Linked DNA regions of Mus musculus: all the other regions are linked to region 1. Evidence: chromatin contacts called from public promoter capture Hi-C data. All regions are on one chromosome and are shown on one strand. The core of a region is the stretch at or near the end of the contact, and the rest is flanking DNA. Distances in the headings are between cores, read along the strand shown.

Evidence for each region. Promoter capture Hi-C pulls out the DNA fragments that hold promoters and counts their contacts.
Region 2: a contact with region 1 is called in a promoter capture Hi-C map of pre-B cells, with 2.8 times the contacts expected there. The contact joins the promoter of Borcs7 here to the promoter of Elovl3 in region 1. A contact is called at or near these places in 2 of 39 promoter capture datasets (pre-B cells and stem cell-derived epiblast-like cells) and 1 of 115 datasets of contacts at active chromatin or transcription factors (pancreatic cancer cells).
Region 3: a contact with region 1 is called in a promoter capture Hi-C map of pre-B cells, with 2.4 times the contacts expected there. The contact joins the promoter of Cyp17a1 here to the promoter of Elovl3 in region 1. A contact is called at or near these places in 1 of 39 promoter capture datasets (pre-B cells) and 1 of 9 other capture datasets (liver).

What each region holds. Positions count from the first base shown.
Region 1 is chr19:46,130,626-46,133,158 of GRCm38.p6, forward strand. Elovl3 (elongation of very long chain fatty acids (FEN1/Elo2, SUR4/Elo3, yeast)-like 3) reads left to right here and starts at 1,274. Exons shown (of 4, transcript NM_007703.2): 1 at 1,274-1,548; 2 at 2,499-2,533. The coding sequence starts at 1,445.
Region 2 is chr19:46,688,635-46,691,167 of GRCm38.p6, forward strand. It overlaps Borcs7 (BLOC-1 related complex subunit 7), which reads left to right and starts at 1,272. Exons shown (of 5, transcript NM_025563.3): 1 at 1,272-1,451. The coding sequence starts at 1,314.
Region 3 is chr19:46,671,740-46,674,272 of GRCm38.p6, forward strand. Cyp17a1 (cytochrome P450, family 17, subfamily a, polypeptide 1) reads right to left here and starts at 1,261. Exons shown (of 8, transcript NM_007809.3): 1 at 808-1,261. The coding sequence starts at 1,104. All of the region lies in intron 1 of Gm41857 (predicted gene, 41857), which reads left to right. It also overlaps the pseudogene Gm6967. RefSeq lists a promoter at 1,129-2,178 and a cis regulatory region at 1,402-1,501.

The DNA.
Region 1 (2,533 bases), core at 24-2,523:
CAGTCTTTCAGTGAACCCAGGGTTTGTGATTTTCCCCTAGGCTGGCAGCCTGGAAGCCCCAACAGTCTTGTCTCTGTTCCCACATACAGTGGGCAGGACAGGGTGCAGGCTGGTTATGGGGTGTTAGGTTCTGCACTCGGGTCCTAATGCTTACACGAGTGCTCATAGTCACTGAGTCAGCTCTTCACCACCTCAAATAGTTCTTAGTTTTCTTTGCACTTGTTCTATAGATCCCCATCTCCTCTCAACTGTTTTCAAGCCTTCTGGTTTTCCTTCACTTTCTTAAAGCCAAGAAAGAAACAAGGGACAGCCAGGTAAAGGCTTCCCAGTTTCTAAGTATTTTTTGTTCACTGGGACTAGATGCCTTGGTGAAGGAGCAGATTCAATTGGATACGTTCAGACTGGGAAGGGGAACTGTAAGCCTAAGGAAGTTCACTGGGTCACCACCTACTTTAAACCCTTCCAGGCTTCTCCTGCACCTGAGGACAAGGAGCCCAGAGGGTGACCCCATTTTTCTCTCCAACATTTTTACTGGGCGTCAGACGAGACAGTTCCGGAAACTATAAAGAAACTGTAACAGCCTGAATTGCCGCCTCCTCAAATATTAACAACAACAACCCAACAGTAAAATTCATTACATCCATTCCCCTCCTCCTACAAGCACAGATCCAAAGACAGAAGTGGTCAGAGCCGTCTTCCTTATGGTCCAGCTTGGTCTTCCTTATTCCAGCCTGGGTTTCCCAAGGAAACTGTCGACCCCATATCTGGAAGTGTGCACCAGAAGCCAAGAGTCCCTCCGCTTGCTCGTCAGGGCCAAGTAGGTGAAGATTAACGCAAAAGGAGGCAGAGGCTACAGGTGACTGTGTCAGAGGTAGACTGGTCTGCCTGGGTACTCGGTGAAATCAAGGATTGGGGCGCGGGGGGGGGGGAGGGGGGAGGGGGTGTGCTTATGAGTCAACCTAGAGCAGCTGGTGGAATTTAGAAAGAAAGAAAGAAAGAAAGAAAGAAAGAAAGAAAGAAAGAAAGAAAGAAAGAAAGAGAAAGAAAGGAAGGAAGGAGGCGGGTGGGGGGAACGGATTTGGGGCAAACTTGGTTCTTAGGGGAGGTGCCCCTGAGACTGATCAGTCAGAGAGGAGGAGGTCCAGGGGCGGGACAGAGATGTCCCTTGGCTAAGATTGGATAACTGCTGAGGGCGGGAGCTGGCCTTGCACCGCCTGGGTTCCCAGTTTAGTAATTGGGGATATATATACGGCAGGCACGGTCACTGCAGCGCGAGCGGGCTGGTTAGCAGCGCACGTGCCAGGCTCCGGGGCCCTTCTGCTTATACACAATTTCTTTCTGTCCTGGGTTTCTTCGTCCCTGAGACCCACTCCATCTTCTACTTCTTTGGCTCTCGCCCAGCTCCCTACCCCAAGCTCTGTAACTCGTCGTCTGCAAAATCGAAATGGACACATCCATGAATTTCTCACGCGGGTTAAAAATGGACCTGATGCAACCCTATGACTTCGAGACGTTTCAGGACTTAAGGCCCTTTTTGGAGGAGTACTGGTGAGACCTGGTGATGGGGAAGGACCAACTGCTTTGAGGGAAATGGAGACAGGGAATGAATGCCTGTAAAGTCTCCGACGACGCGCCCGCCCCGGTACTAGCTCCGATTCCCCTGCCCCGCCCCCTCTTTTAAGATACCCCTTTAAGAGATTAGCTCTAGAAGAAAGGGCTCAGAAATGAGAAGTTGGAGAGAGGGATGTGGGAGGAGACAAAAACAAAGGGAAAAAATGGGAACTATAGCTGAGGAGAGATTGACCGGAATGAAGCGGTTTTTTTAGTTGACTCTCAGAGAGAGACAGAGAGGCACACACAGACACAGACACACAGACACATACACAGACACACACACACACACACACACACACACACAGAGAGAGAGAGAGAGAGAGAGAGAGAGAGAGAGAGAGAGAGAGAGAGAGAGAGCCCGAGAGCCCAAGCGAGCCTTCCTGTGTGGGCACCTAGGATTAGCGTGTCCCACACACAATTATCATGTTCCCTTAGTGTGTCATCTTCTCTGATGTCAAGATAACACAAAAATGGGAACCCTGTCAAAGCTTTCCTGAGGCTTTCTGTCTTAGCCCTAAATCGTCCCAGACGTGTTTGGTGGGGTGACTTTGTTGTTCAATCTCGTCTTGCCATAAGTCAGTCAGATGTTGCTACACTATCTTACACCACAGGTTTGGACAGAGTAGTTCTTGGCTGGGGGCAGACAACTGTCACCTTCATTGAGACCTCATTGACAAAGTCATAATTACAGAAATCTCAAATGTGCCCTGTGCTAGGTACTTTAGATCTGTGAATACTGCCAAGGCACCCCACTACCCCATAAAGATAAGGAAACCAAAGCATCATACTGCTGAAGCTCTAGTATAAAGGAGCCCCTTTGGGAGATGAGCGGGCATTCTTTTAAGCAACGCCCACTGTGAATCCATCTGTTTTCTGCCCTCCAGGGTAAGCTCATTTCTCATAGTGGTCGTCTATCTGT
Region 2 (2,533 bases), core at 22-2,521, 560 kb after region 1:
ATAGGCAGGCACATACTTATAAATAAAATAAAAATAAGAAATAAACTATAAGTAAACAAATGTACAGAAAGCAGAGCTGACCTACAGTAAAATTTTGTTTGAATTTTTTTTCTTTTTCCTCTTTTTTAAAGATTTATTTATTTTATTTAGGTGAGTACACGGTAGCTGCCTTCAGATGCACCAGAAGAGGACATCAGATCCCATTACAGATGGTTGTGAGCCACCATGTGGTTGCTGGGAATTGAACTCAGGACCTCTGGAAGTGCAGTCAGTGAGCCATCCTCCAGCCCAAGAATTTTCTTGGATGAACTTTTTTTTTTTAACCAACCTCTACAGACTCTCAATTTAGGATTTTCAAGTTCCTATTGCTATCCACTTCTTTCAGAGGTCCCAGTGTACATCATTTGACTCCATTGCTTTGGGATTATGGCACCACAGTGCACCATGTGGTGGAGGGTTGTTCACTCCAAGGTCGGGATGGAAAGAGAGACAAAAAGGGACCAGGATCACAATATCCCTTCAAAGGGTATACTCCAGGGACCTAACATCATAGTAGGACTTGCTTCCAAAGTAATTATAAGCAGAGTTTTAATTAAAAGGCTATTCATAAATACAAACTACTAATGATTAAAAAAAAAAAAAAAAGCCAGGTGGTGGTGGCACACATAGATGGATCTCCGTGAGTTTGAGGCCAGCCTAGTCTACAGTCAGGACTACACAGAGAAACCCTGTCTTGAAAACACATACGCACACACACACAGAATTTAATGATGTTGACATTTCTTTACCTTAGTCATTTGAATTTCATTTTCTTTGGCCTGTGCCCTTTGCTAATTTCAATAAAATATGTTAGAATTGAACAGGGTCTCTATTTTATTTTATAGATATTTTATTTTATAGATGTGGTCTCATGTATCACAGGTCGGCCTCCACTTGCTATACAGCCAAGAAAGACCCTGAACTTCTGACAGAGTTGTATTAATGTGCCTAGGTAACGCAGTGCTGGCCCTAAAACAGATAACAGAAGACACAGGGGTTGAGTAATTTGTAGCCACATCACTCCTTGGGATGCTATCCAGATCTTCTGACTCTAAACTAGAGATTCACCTAAATTATATTCTATCCCCTCCAGGGTAGCCTGCCTAAACGGTATCCTCCTTCCATGTCCATCAACTGAACATTTTAAGTAATTTTAGTAAGCAGTTTGAGCTAAGCGCATGCGGTCCTTCCTCTTCGCACGATTGGACGGTTGCGTCTCTTTTGGCCCCAGGGACTCGCCGTCGTCCGGCTGCGGGTGATCGCTAGTTGAGGTGATGGCGACTGGGACGCCGGATTCGCAAGCCCGATTTGGTCAGTCCGTGAAGGGGCTTCTCACGGAGAAGGTGAACACCTGTGGCACCGATGTAATCGCGCTCACCAAGCAGGTGCTGAAAGGCTCGCGGAGCTCCGAGGTGAGCGGGGCGTGGGCTCCCCGGGCCCAGTCCTCCTCCCAGCGCTGGCTCCGGGAGAGGCGGCGCATTGCATCCTGGGGAGTGTAGGCTTTTGGCCCAGGCGCGTGTTGCATTCTGGGTGAGTTTCTTCAGTTTAGGTTGAATGCTTGTAGTTGGAAGAGATGATGGGTGGGAAGGGGAGAAGCACAGGCGGGCAGATGAGCTGCGGCTCCTACACAGTGCCTGTTTGTGTTCATGGGCGTCTGTAGTGAACATCAGTCGCTTTTCGAATCTCGGCTTGGCGATGGCCTCAACTTCCAAGATTTCTTACACCTCTCTCTTTGTGGGTTTATTCTTTATATTTCTGGCCAAGCTCTTCACTGTTTCCTAGACAAGCTTTTTCTTTTGCCCTACCATCTCCTCCCCCTTTCTCCATCCTCCATCCGATTCTATGAATGGAATGATTTGATGACACGTACACGCTGCTTGTTGAGGTCGTTATCTGCCCTAGAGAAACCGTGTGCCCACACAAAGACACGTACATGTTCATACACTTTTCCTCATGAGACAACTCACACGCTCATGGACAGGTAAACGGGCATATGAGATGCAATGACCTCGTCTTTGGTATGTATTTACTAATGGAAAATTAAACGTATGGCGGTGCCTAATGGGCACACCTTAGTCTGAGCTCTCAAGAGACCTGGGATACAGAAGGGACTGCTTAGAAAACTTCCAATTTCACCTTCCTTAGTAACCCCTACCTTAGTAACCCTTCGGCAAGTGGTTACCGTTTCCAACTTAGTTTTCATAGGAACGGCACCTGCTTTCCTATGTAGTTGCAATAATGACACACTATGTTCTCAGGCCTTTGGATCTGTGCATGGATGTTCACAACATCTGACTTATATTACTTTAAACCTGCAGTGTAGCAAGAGCTGGCTTTCACTGACAGTGGCTGCAAAACAAAATAAAAATCCCATTACAAGAAGTGCTCGCCCTTACTGTATAACAGCTGTTGACATTGCTGACCTGATGATCTCTGGTGACATGTTTTGCATGTGGTCCCATCTGACACGTTGCTTTTAGGAATCTGTGTCAGG
Region 3 (2,533 bases), core at 11-2,510, 540 kb after region 1:
AGCATTGGCAAGACCAGGCTGCCCTCAAACCCAGAGATTTACCTGCCTCTGCCTCTGCCTCCCAAGTGCTAGCCTTAAAGGCGTGTGCTGCCGTCACCTGGCCCAGTTTATTCCTTTGCTTCTGAGAGGAACCCAAACCTGAGAGAGCCTGGCAGTTGGGCAGCCACGCTGGCTGACCAGCGCATGGAAAAGGAATTTGTTTTGGCCTGTTAAAAGCTGAGGCTGGTCGTCCTCTATCGGGGTACCCAGGGGAACACTTGCAACAGGGTCATGGGAGCACAGGTGGTGTTTGTAGGATGGCTACTCAACAGTCAGCACAAATGAGAACAGATGCCCCAAGATACTACTGTATGTCCCTGTCCCTTGTCCCCTCTCCCCCTGTAATATTCCCCCAGCTATCTGTGAGCCAAAGCCATATAAGAGAAACTGCAGTCCTAGCCCTCCATGATGCCAGCCGCTTCTCCAAGCATCTTCTGGTGGAGGATGCAATCACTGCCCTATTTCCCAACAATGTCACACTTATAGAGAACTTTAGCTCTGGGTCTGGGCTAAAGGCTTTGCCTGGATATTCTAGAATGATTATCGTATCATAGAGGGGAAGGTGAGTGGCATACAGGCTTCTCAGCTCTGCAGGTCCCTGCACCATCTTGCTAGACAAGCCATTCAAGGGTTTTCCCGTTAATTCCTCCTTCCCAGTTTAGAGGTTCGGTAGGGTCTTGAGGGAGCAGTCCCACAAGTCTGATTTTGAAAGAAATAAGAACTGTACAACCCCAGGGACCGAGGAAGAGGAGGGTTGGCACTGCTTACCATCTGGGGCCGACCAGAGAATTCTTTCCCCTTCTTCACGAGCACTTCTCTGGCCAGCTGATAGTGACCGACAATCACTGCAGTTGTGGTACCCAGGCGAAGAGAATAGATGGGACCATACTTTTCCTGCAGCTTGAAGAAGTTGGCATGCATATGACCACGTCTGGGGAGAAACGGTAGACTACCCACCAGGGGCAGGAATGGAAGGCTCCTGGGGAACTTGGCATTAGGTGTCTTTGACTTGGGCCAAAAGAAATAGGCCAGGATGAGCAGCAAGAGACCCACAAGTTCCCACATGGCAGCCAGGTGTAGGCAGATGGCCAGCTGTGGAGTGGAGAAGCTACAGCAATTTCAGCAGAGAAGGAGAACTTTTAAAAGGCGTTTCTGATTGTCACCTTGAAGACGTGTTATCTCTTGGCCTGCAGAAGTTTATCCTGGAGTGTCTCCAAGCCTGAGTCCTCACCCAGAAAAGGGAGAGGAGAGGGAATTTGGCCTCCACAAGGGCTGGCTCAGATTAAGGACGAACTCCTGGAGGAGGAGCTGGCTAAAGAGCAGAGAGTTGGTCATCTCCCTGGGGCTTCTGCGCTATGGATCCTCCCAGAGGCAAATGCTATCAGATTAAGATCAAGGTTTCAGAGTGCGTGCTGTAATGTCAAAAGTGCTGCACAGTTAATAATTAATGTCATCAGGTTGCAGCTAGCCAAAGCTGTCAAAGAGACTTCAGTCTTATTATCTGATAGTTGAGGAGAGAGAGGTCTTTTAGGGTTAGTTTGCATAAGGTCACACAAGGCAGTGATGATAAGAATCCAGAAGTCATAGGCTTTCAGGTACACAGAACATCAGCTCAAGGGCCATTGCAGGTCTCTGTTCAAATAGCTTGGTTACTTTCTAGGTACATTCTCTTGAATGGGCTATTTAATATTTTCTGGAAATAAATGATTTTGTCATGTTACTATGTATAAAACGTAAAATGCATCATTTAAAATACTTTAACTAAGAGCTGGAGAGATGGCTCAGCAGTCAAGATGCCTCGTTGCTCTTCCAGAAGACCCAGGTTAGATTCCCAGCACTGACATGGTAGCTCACAACTTTCTGTACCTCTGGTTCCAGGAAAGCACCTTCTGGCCCCTGAAAGCACCCCCAACACACACGGTCTGCATACATACATGCAGGTAAAACACTCATGCCTATAAAATAATAAAACACTAGTTAAAAATCATATAAAATATCTAACTAGTATCTTAAACACAAAAATTACAGAGTAACATTTTAATTGTCATTTTAAAAATTTATTACATTTGAGCCATCTCTCTGCCTCTTTAATCATTTTTAAAGGTACATTTTAGGGACGGCAATGCCAATACTCAGCTGTAATCCCAGCAGACACAGGAGGGTTGGGCCAGCCTCAGTTTCATAGGAAGTCTGAAGTCACCCTGGGCTATAAAACACTATGGCCCACTCAAGATCAACAGCAAAAGTTTACATTTTAGGCGTATATATATATATATATATATATATATATATATATATATATGTATTGTGCAGCGAATTTTATTGATGGTATTCAAGAGGGTAGGGAGGGCTCCCTAGGCCCCTCCTGTTATTATGGGGGTCTGGGATGGAAATTGTGAGGGAGATGCTCAGAGTTGGGCTAGGGACTCCTCAGCAACCGAGGGCCTCTCTCTTGCTCTCAGTGTCCTTGCTGGGGTGGGTGGTCCAGGGTTTC